2 separate regions of the Ovis aries genome follow, and region 2 is linked to region 1. Evidence: chromatin contacts called from public Hi-C data. All regions are on one chromosome and are shown on one strand. Each heading gives the region's core, a stretch centred on a gene start, on an enhancer-like site or on the middle of the called end of the contact. The rest is flanking DNA. Distances are from core to core; before and after follow the strand shown. Region 1 overlaps SCHIP1 (schwannomin interacting protein 1). Region 2 overlaps SCHIP1 (schwannomin interacting protein 1).

Region 1 (4,403 bases), core at 723-3,222:
CCCTCTCCGGTTGGGCATTAGAATGTGGTGCCCATCAGGTGCGGCGGCCCCTTCAGCTCTCAGTGTGGCTGGAGCCCTCTGAAGATGAACAGTGGAAAACTCGACATGCCCCAGACTTTTTACATATCTTCAAAATAAACTCCCACGTCTTCTAACAAGCTACTTTCCTAACAGCTAACCACTTCTTTTCCCACTTTAATGTGAATGTAACTGGATTTACTTCATACTCCTTTTCTTCCAACATGTCTATCAGTAGGCAAACTAGTGCTCTCAAATGGGTGACTTCTGAGCTTCTGAGAAGCTAATGAGAACCCTAACATTTCAGCAAAAATACTTTCCTACTGTGTTTAGCTGTTTGTATATATGTGTGTGTGTGTGTGGTACACATACAATGGTCCATACGTAGTTTCATATCCTGACTTTGATGCAGCTTTATCTATTTCTATTGCTCTTTTTCCTTTATCCCAGGCTTGAATGAAGAGCTGGTCCAGCTGCTCCTTATCCGAGATGAGCTGCACACGGAGCAGGACGCCATGCTGGTGGACATCGAGGACTTGACCAGGTCAGTGGGGCCTCACCCTTCCCAAAGAAGGAAAGAAGCCCGGGATGAATTAAGAATTAAGGCAGGAGTGAGGTGGCGCTAGTGGTAAAGAACCTGCCTGCCAACACAGGAGATGAGGGTTTGATCCCTGGGTCAGGAAGATCCCCTGGAGAAGGAAATGGCAACCCACGCCAGTATTATTGCCTGGAGAATCCCATGGACAGAGGAGCCTGGAGGGCTATAGTCCATGGGGTTGCAAAGAGTCAGACACAACTGAGGGACTGACACACACATGGAGCTGTCGAGAATTTCTTCCTTTACTTCCACGAGTAACTCACCTAATCTCTGCTGGTGTCAGCTATTTAGATGGAGGGAAACGGTCCACGGATCTCAAAGAGTCGGCCATGGTTGAGTGACTGAGCATGCGTGCAAGTAGCCAGAACTGCTCCCACCCAAATGCTTTGCTTCTTCTCAACCATTCTCCCCTCGTGATGGATTGTCAGTGCATTGGAACACCCCCACCTCAATCTGGTCAGCAGTTCTGGCCTAAGAACTTTATCCTGAAGGACCATCCTCTGGGGAGTTGTCCCTAAGCCCTTCCATGCTGGCATGCTTCCAGCACATGGTGGGTGCCCCCAAGTGGCACTTGCTGTTATCTGACCCAACTCCTGATGACATCTGCCATGCCCAGAAGGCAAGGACCCTGGCATCTTTCCACAGCATCTTTCCACCAGATTGCTCTCAGCATGGGGAGACTCCAAGACTTGAGTTTATAGCTGGGCCTGGCTCCAGGCCCCCTCTCTGTAAAGAGGTGAAGAATGCCTCCTTCCCTGGGGAATAGGGAAACTAGACTAATGCTGGTCAAGATCTTGCATTTCTTTGTCATTTCCTTCGTGGAAAAGCCTCTCACAATAAGTATGTGAAGTGCATGAAAATACTGTGAGCATTCCTACGGTCTTATGACACCTTTTCTGAGTCAGTTTATAGGAAGTCTTTAAGCCACAAGGCAACAATTACTATTAATCCCAGAAATGGTATTCAGAGAGTAGAGGCTCCCAAAGAAAGAAAGAAAACTGCTGTCACAATAACATAAGGAATTAACCATGTGATCCAGAACCATCCAAGGGAAGCTTGACAACATATGTAGTGACAGTGCTCTCAGCACTCACCACAGGGACCTCTTCTCTGTGTGAGACACTGCGTAAAATATTTTCCCAAATGCAATGTTATAAAAATAGCTCAGGTAACAAAATGAAGACTGCAGAACTATGTTTAAAGCTTGTTTTTAAAGACCTATGGGCAGCACTCTGTTTTGTATGCTTTGGATGTTATTGCCATTGCTCGTAACAAAAACACACAAAAAACCAGAAGGTCTTCTCATACCGTCTTAGCTGGTACCACTCAAGTATTGTTACTGCCCCCTACAGATATATTCAGGCACTGCACCAGCAATTGTAAGACACCTCCCTTTTTGGCTAAGAACTTTGCATATAGGGGTTAAGATTATGGGAAATCAGGGGCTTCCTTTGTGGCCCACAGGTAAAGAAATCCACCTGCCAATTCAGGAGCCGGGGGTTCAACCCCTGGTCCAGGAGCCTCGGAGCAACTAATTCCCTGAGCCACATGTGTTGAGCCTCTGCTCTAGAGCCCGTGAGCCGCAATTACTGCAGACCAGTGCCCTATGGTGGAGCCTGGTAGGCTGCCGTCTATGGGGTCGCACAGAGTCGGACACAACTGAAGCGACTTAGCAGCAGCATCAGCAGTGCGCTAGAGCCTGTGCTCCACAATAAGAGAAGCCACCATGATGAGAAGCCCGCACGAGGCAACTAAAGAGTAACCCCTGCTCCCCACAACTAGACAAAAGCACAAGCAGTAACAAAAGATCCAGCACAGCTAATAAATAAATAAAATTATTTTTTAAAAAAAAGATTCTGGGAAATCAGTAGTGAACTGTATAAGGACATGCATCTTCTGAAAAATATGTAAATCCTTTCATCAATTCTGTGACTTGCCAGTGGTAACAGAGGACAGTTTCTCTGTCCCTCAGAGCAGTGCTGGCACTCCTTGGTGCAAAGAAGACATTCAGAGGCCCCTCCCTTTCCTCAGAATGTTCAGCTGTTACTTAGGTCTGCACTGTACTATGTTTATACTGCAGATGGTATGATGGTGGGAGACAGGGAGGGCAGAACCATGGGTTTAGAGGAGAGGAGTCACTTATTTAAAGGTGTTGGAGGAACCCTTGAAACAAGAGCAGGTGGGGAGTAGTTTCTATGTCCATTTCTGGCTGCAAAAATATAATTTTGCTCATGGGGGGTGGAATCTAAATATACTTCAACTTCCCCAAAGGTGGCCATGCCAGAATGTTGCTGCCAGATCCCAGAGGCTGAGAGCATGGCCACCAGGAAGCCCTGCTCACCTCCCTTTACCTGTCCAGCTCCTACCATTCAGGTGTCAGTTCAGGTCCATGGTTCTCAATTTCAGTTGCACATTGGAATCACCTGGGGAGCTTTTAAAATATTGATGCCTGGGTCTCACTCCCAAAGGTTCTGATTTAACTATTCTGTGAGACAGGGACTTCTGTGCATTAGAAGTTTTTTAAAGCTTTCCTGATGACTCCAATACACGGCCTAATTCGAAAACCACAGGTTTAGATACTTCTTTGGAGTAGTGCTCCCTGAACCCCCAAGACTGACCTAGGACCCTCTTTGTGCTTCTGGCAGCATTGCGTTCCTCCCAAGTGGGGCCTGATCATATTGTGTTATATTTGTTTGCTGTCTCTCCCAGCCTGGCTGTGTTGTTGTTCAGTCGCTATATCATGTCCAACTCTTTGCGACTCCAGAGACTGCAGCACATCAGGCTTCCCTGACCTCTACTATCTCCCCGAGCTTGCTCAAACTCATGTCCTTTGACTCCATGATGCCATCCAGCCATCTCATCCTCTGTCACCCCCTTGTCCTCCTGCCTTCAATCTTTCCCAGCATCAGGGTGTTTTCCAATGAGTCAGTTCTTCACATCAGGTGGCCAAAGTATTAGATCTTCAGCTTTAGACACAATGCTTATTTTTGTTCATTTCAGAGTCCTCAGAGCCTCAGACAGGGGCTGCCAAGCACATAGTAAGTCCTCAAAAGTGATTGTTGATGTAAAGGAGTTCTTGTAGGGCTTGAGTGAAATTAATTCTACTAAAGACTTTCATATAAATAGTTGATGAGAACCTTTTAGTTTTATAAACTGAAACTCTTTCCCTCCTTTGTTTAAAATTTTAGTGAAATTCACCCTTGTATGGGTGTCTCAAAAATAACACCCAACTTTCAATATTTTCTGAAGCTATTACCTATCTGTTCTTTCCTTGTCTCTCAGAAAACCTCATGTTGTAGGTTTGCACAACACACTCACACAAAGAGATACATATTTAAAGCTGCTATAAGAACCATAATTTAATTAGCTACATGGAATCTTAGCCACTGGGTATCAAAATATTTCTTGAGCTGAGTTTGTTCAAGTGAGGCCTTTGAGCTACTTTATGAAAATAATCAAGATTCTTTTACACACCTAAAAAAGATGATCTGCTAAAAGGCATGATTTTTCTTGGGGATACAGTGCTATTGTTACCTTTTTTTCCTGAGTCCCTTTAGTGTTCAGTGAATATGGGAATATTATTTGTGGGCTGCTGCATGTGGCAAGGACACTACTGTCACTTCCCTTTTCTGAAAATATTTGTGGTTTGTCTTCCCTGTGCCATAGATGTGAAACATTCTGCATCATTAATACCAGTGAGTTACGCTTGATGTCATTGACTGCCCAAGTCAAGGCAGTACACAGAAATCGCCCCTGAACCTTTGATTACAGCTGGAAAGCACAGCAT
Region 2 (4,269 bases), core at 671-3,170, 74 kb before region 1:
GTATAGTAAAGAGATTCAGTTGTATATATTAAATATAATATATGTTTATATATTTCTTTTTTACAGTCTCTTTCATTGTAGGTGATTATAAGATATTGAATGTAGTTCTCTGTCTATATAGTGGGACCTTGTTGGTTATCTATTTTATATATAGTAGTGTATATCTATTAATCCCAAATCCCTAGTTTGTCCCTCTCCTCCACTGCTCTCCTTTGGTAAGCGAAAGTTTGTTTTCTATGTCTGTGATCTATTTCTGTCTTGGAAATAAGTTCATTTGTATCATTGTGTTGTTTTGTGTGTGTGTGTGTGTGTTTTTTAGATTCCACAGTAAGTGATATCCTATGTAATTTGTCTTTCTCATGAACCCATGACTAATCTTAACCCTTAACAAGTTGACCCCTCATCTACTGGTCAGAGCAGAGCAGCACAATTTCCAAACCAGTAGATTTATGCTCTGAAAAAATTTATTTCTATAAAATGAGAAAATTTCTTAATTCCATAGATTTAAGATAAAGCAAGTTAATGTAATAATTCATAGATATTCTAGCATTTTATTATCCTTCAAAACACTTTTTTAGACCAGCATTTTCTCTCCTACCTTTTAGCAACTAAAATCATTTGAATACCTCTCTTAAGGGGCAGGAATGAGAACGATGATAAAAACCATTCCAGATTGCTGCTTACCTGGCCCTGGGAAAGCTGGTTAGAGAATCTACCTGAGGAAGCTCTTAAGTATTAAATCTCATTATAACTAGTAGCCTTTCTACACAACTCTTGTGTTGGGGTAGGGGGGGGAAGATTTAAAGAGCACTAAAGAATTTTAATATTAAATAGTTCCTTAGAGATTATATTGAGTATAATCCTGAATTATTATGCTCTGTCCTGTGTTCAGTGATGAAGCAGGAAAATATGTCAGCTGGTGAGCAGGTAGTTTTCAGAAGAGATATATACTCGTAAATTATCATGTTTTCCTTCTTTTTATTATTTTTACTTTATAAAGCAAATTTTTTGAAAATAGTAGCTCTAACTTTCAAAGTAAACTAAAATTTCATAATAAACTCATGATCTAGTGTGTTTAGCTTTTGAAATGCTTTTTCCCACAGTCAATGTAAGAAGAAAAGTTAAAAATCATTACCTTTCATAACATTTATATTAGGAAAGATCTTAAATTGAAAGCAAACAGTTTTTGTGGAACTACCCAGTGCTAATATATAATGTGATATTAGTTTGGTTTTGTTTTGTTGCTGCTGTTGATACTGATTTGAAAGCCTCATCATAAAAAATAAACTTAATTTTAGAAGACAACAGCCTGATGGCCTGAAGGAAAGAGAGAGGGTGCAAGGAGATGATAGTTTGTAAATAAACCCGTCTTATAGATTAGGACATGACTGAGCGACTTCACTTTCACTTTTCACTTTCATACATTGGAGAAGGAAATGGCAACCCACTCCAGTGTTCTTGGCTGGAGAATCCCAGGGATGGGGCAGCCTGGTGGGCTGCCGTGTATGGGGTCGCACAGGGTCAGATACGACTGAAGTGACTTAGCAGCAGCATAGATTAGGAAATAGAGGCTCTTATATATAAAGTTGCCCAAGAGAATACACCTAATCAGAGGCACAGTCAAGCCCAGAATCCAGGCCTATGACTCCTGGTTCAACGCTCCATCCATTCTGGAAACCATCAAAGATGGCCTAGGTTGTAACTTTGGATATATTAACATTAGTGTGACATTTACATTCTTTTATTAGTGAAGACTTATGTATTTATGTTTATAGTCAGTATTAAAAATATCACTGAAATTTCACTAAGACAATGGAGCATAATTTCAACATTATTTTTGTTTTCTAATCCTATTCAGTTTGAACTGATTGCAAAACACACTTGTCCACTAGAGGTCACCTTTCTTCAAGATGAGGGTCAGTTCCCTTCCCTATACTGAGTCTGGTTTTAAATCAACTACCACCTGAGAAAAATGAACAGTCCTTTTTGTGGTCAGGGACCTCCTGTTGCTTTAGCTAAATGCACTTATATTGCTAACTCTATTAGGGGCTGAAGGGAGGTGTGCTCCCTTCTTCCCCTGCACACACCCATACAAACCACACACACACATACTTTGTGTGAGTTCTGGCTTGACCATTCTGATGAACCAACTTAACTTCTCTCTCTCTCTCTCTCTCTCTCTCACACACACACACACACACACACACACACACACACACACACACACACACACACACACACACTTTGTGTGAGTTCTGGCTTGACCATTCTTGATGAACCAACTTACTTCTCTCTCTCTCTCTCTCTCTCTCTCTCTCTCTCTCTCTCTCTCTCTCTCTCACACACACACACACACACACTCACACACACACTTTGTGTGAGTTCTGGCTTGGCCCCTCTTGATGAACCAGCTTATTTTTCTCTGGAAGGTCTTGTGTTAACCCTGGCAGGTTTATACTGCTTTTCACTTTTTCTGCCGCTGCTCTCTCTGACTCCAAAGTCAGAGACTAAATGGAGACTAAAAGAAACGGTCCATAAACATTGGCACAATTTGGGATGAAACCATATAGACTTCACCTAAATTTATCTAGGAATCTGTTACTATCTTTCTTCAATAACTGACTCCTATGCAGTGTGTGAATTTCAGGCAGCGTTGGCCAAGAGTACTATGGGGAGAAGACTAGGACTGGGTCCAATAAACAAGTGCTTTGGCAGATGTACTGAAATATAAACCATCTCATAATTCTAGAGGGAGAGGGAGGCAGCGGCTATAGCACCACCTGATGCTTCAGGTTTCAGATGTGTCTGCAGAAACCCCAGGGCTGCAGGAGGTATTTTTAGAGGTTCATTTGCTCCTATTCTGTGAACTGCTGAACACCTCAGCCCCTAAAAAATCAAAGTGGAAATGAAAGAGTTCTGAGATGTGAATGTAATTCAGAACAGAGAACAAATGAAATTGTGAGGCTCTGGGCACTGGGAGAAGAGTTTTCCTGTAAAGCCATGGTAAGAAGTATATAACGACATTTCAGCCCAAGTTGTAGGGTCTCATTCCCTCATATCTATGCAAAGAACTCTCCACCCACTTTTTCTGATGTCAGCATATTAATTTATCATGCCAGGGTAAGCAGTCTTTTACAGTCCTCAAAATTGAACTTGTAAATGTGTCATTTACCACAAAGTTGGTGGCTCCGTACTGGTCTTGCTGAAAATTCATGTCCAGGTAGGAAAAATGAGCTGGGCTGTCTGAGAGGCCCAGCTGAGTTCAGAGTCAGGTTAGGTCTACGCATCTTTTTGGCACATTCCCACATCAAGCCTAATAGGTAGATTGTGCAAATCACAAGTGAATGCCCAGTGTATCACATGAAGAGGTCTGTTTCCAGGTTGATGACCTAGTGTCAATCTGAGTACTCTGTCTTATCTTGTTTATGAAAAGGAATGTGAGCAGTTGCTGTATGTTGTTAGTAAATCAGTTTTGAAATAAATGTTTTATGATGTTGCTTTCAAACTCCTGGACATGTTTAATGAAGACTATCTGGGGATTGCAGCATAAGCTATTATGAAGGACTGTCACCATTTCCAACCACTTATCTGTGTGAAACAGGATTCTCTTGGTGTGGCACAAACAAAATAAAGAGAGCATGCAGTTGGAATAAGACTGTCACTGACTTGTAAAGTCTATTTTCAAATTTTTGTACATAAAAAAACAGTCTCATGTTCCCAGTTAAGGATTTAATAAGTAAATAGTATCAATTTGAATGAAAAATAATTTTATTCTGATTGGAAACTCTTTGGTTTGTTTTATATGTGAGTTTTCTTTTGAAAAGCAAGCTTGAATACTTAAAAGTGACAGCAATTGATTCACGCTAACAATTTACTCAAGCAACTATTTTTTTAATATCTGAAATAATAAACACAGGTGGAACCATTGTCAGAATAGTAAAAACTTTTGAGTAGATTAATTGATGTACATTTGGAAGACTCTCAGGTAATTTTCTTATAAGGATAAAAAATTACAACCTATTTTTACCCTTGTCTCTCTCCCATTTTGGGGGCTCAGAGGACGTGGGAAGAAGTTGTGGACAATACAAATACCAAGCATCCTTTTCTCTGGGAAATGACCTTGGTGCAATTGTAGCCTCCAAGTCCACTACCAGGCCCTCCTCCAAGAAGTCTCAGACCAAATTAAGATGCTCAGATCACAGCTTATTTAATCAATTTAAAATGCGTATCAAGATGCAAGGGAAAGAGACGGGATGAGCTGGCATACTT

Evidence for each region. A called contact is a pair of places that touch in the nucleus more often than the background predicts.
Region 2: a Hi-C map of hypothalamus shows a contact between it and region 1, with 5 times the contacts expected there. The contact joins two enhancer-like sites. A contact is called at or near these places in 5 of 16 Hi-C or Micro-C datasets (hypothalamus, muscle, omental adipose tissue and 1 more).

The regions. Positions count from the first base shown.
Region 1 is chr1:228,234,205-228,238,607 of ARS-UI_Ramb_v3.0, reverse strand. It overlaps SCHIP1 (schwannomin interacting protein 1), which reads left to right. Exons shown (of 9, transcript XM_042235034.1): 7 at 469-562; 8 at 3,617-3,654. Among named protein-coding and RNA genes, the nearest start is that of IL12A, 120 kb to the right of the region's middle. Within about 2 kb of position 1,972, at least 6 of the 54 cell types and tissues checked have an H3K27ac peak or open chromatin away from gene starts, as enhancers often do. A contact at or near this core is called in hypothalamus, where this site is marked.
Region 2 is chr1:228,307,907-228,312,175 of ARS-UI_Ramb_v3.0, reverse strand. All of the region lies in intron 2 of SCHIP1 (schwannomin interacting protein 1), which reads left to right. Among named protein-coding and RNA genes, the nearest start is that of SCHIP1, 110 kb to the left of the region's middle. Within about 2 kb of position 1,920, at least 6 of the 54 cell types and tissues checked have an H3K27ac peak or open chromatin away from gene starts, as enhancers often do. A contact at or near this core is called in hypothalamus, where this site is marked.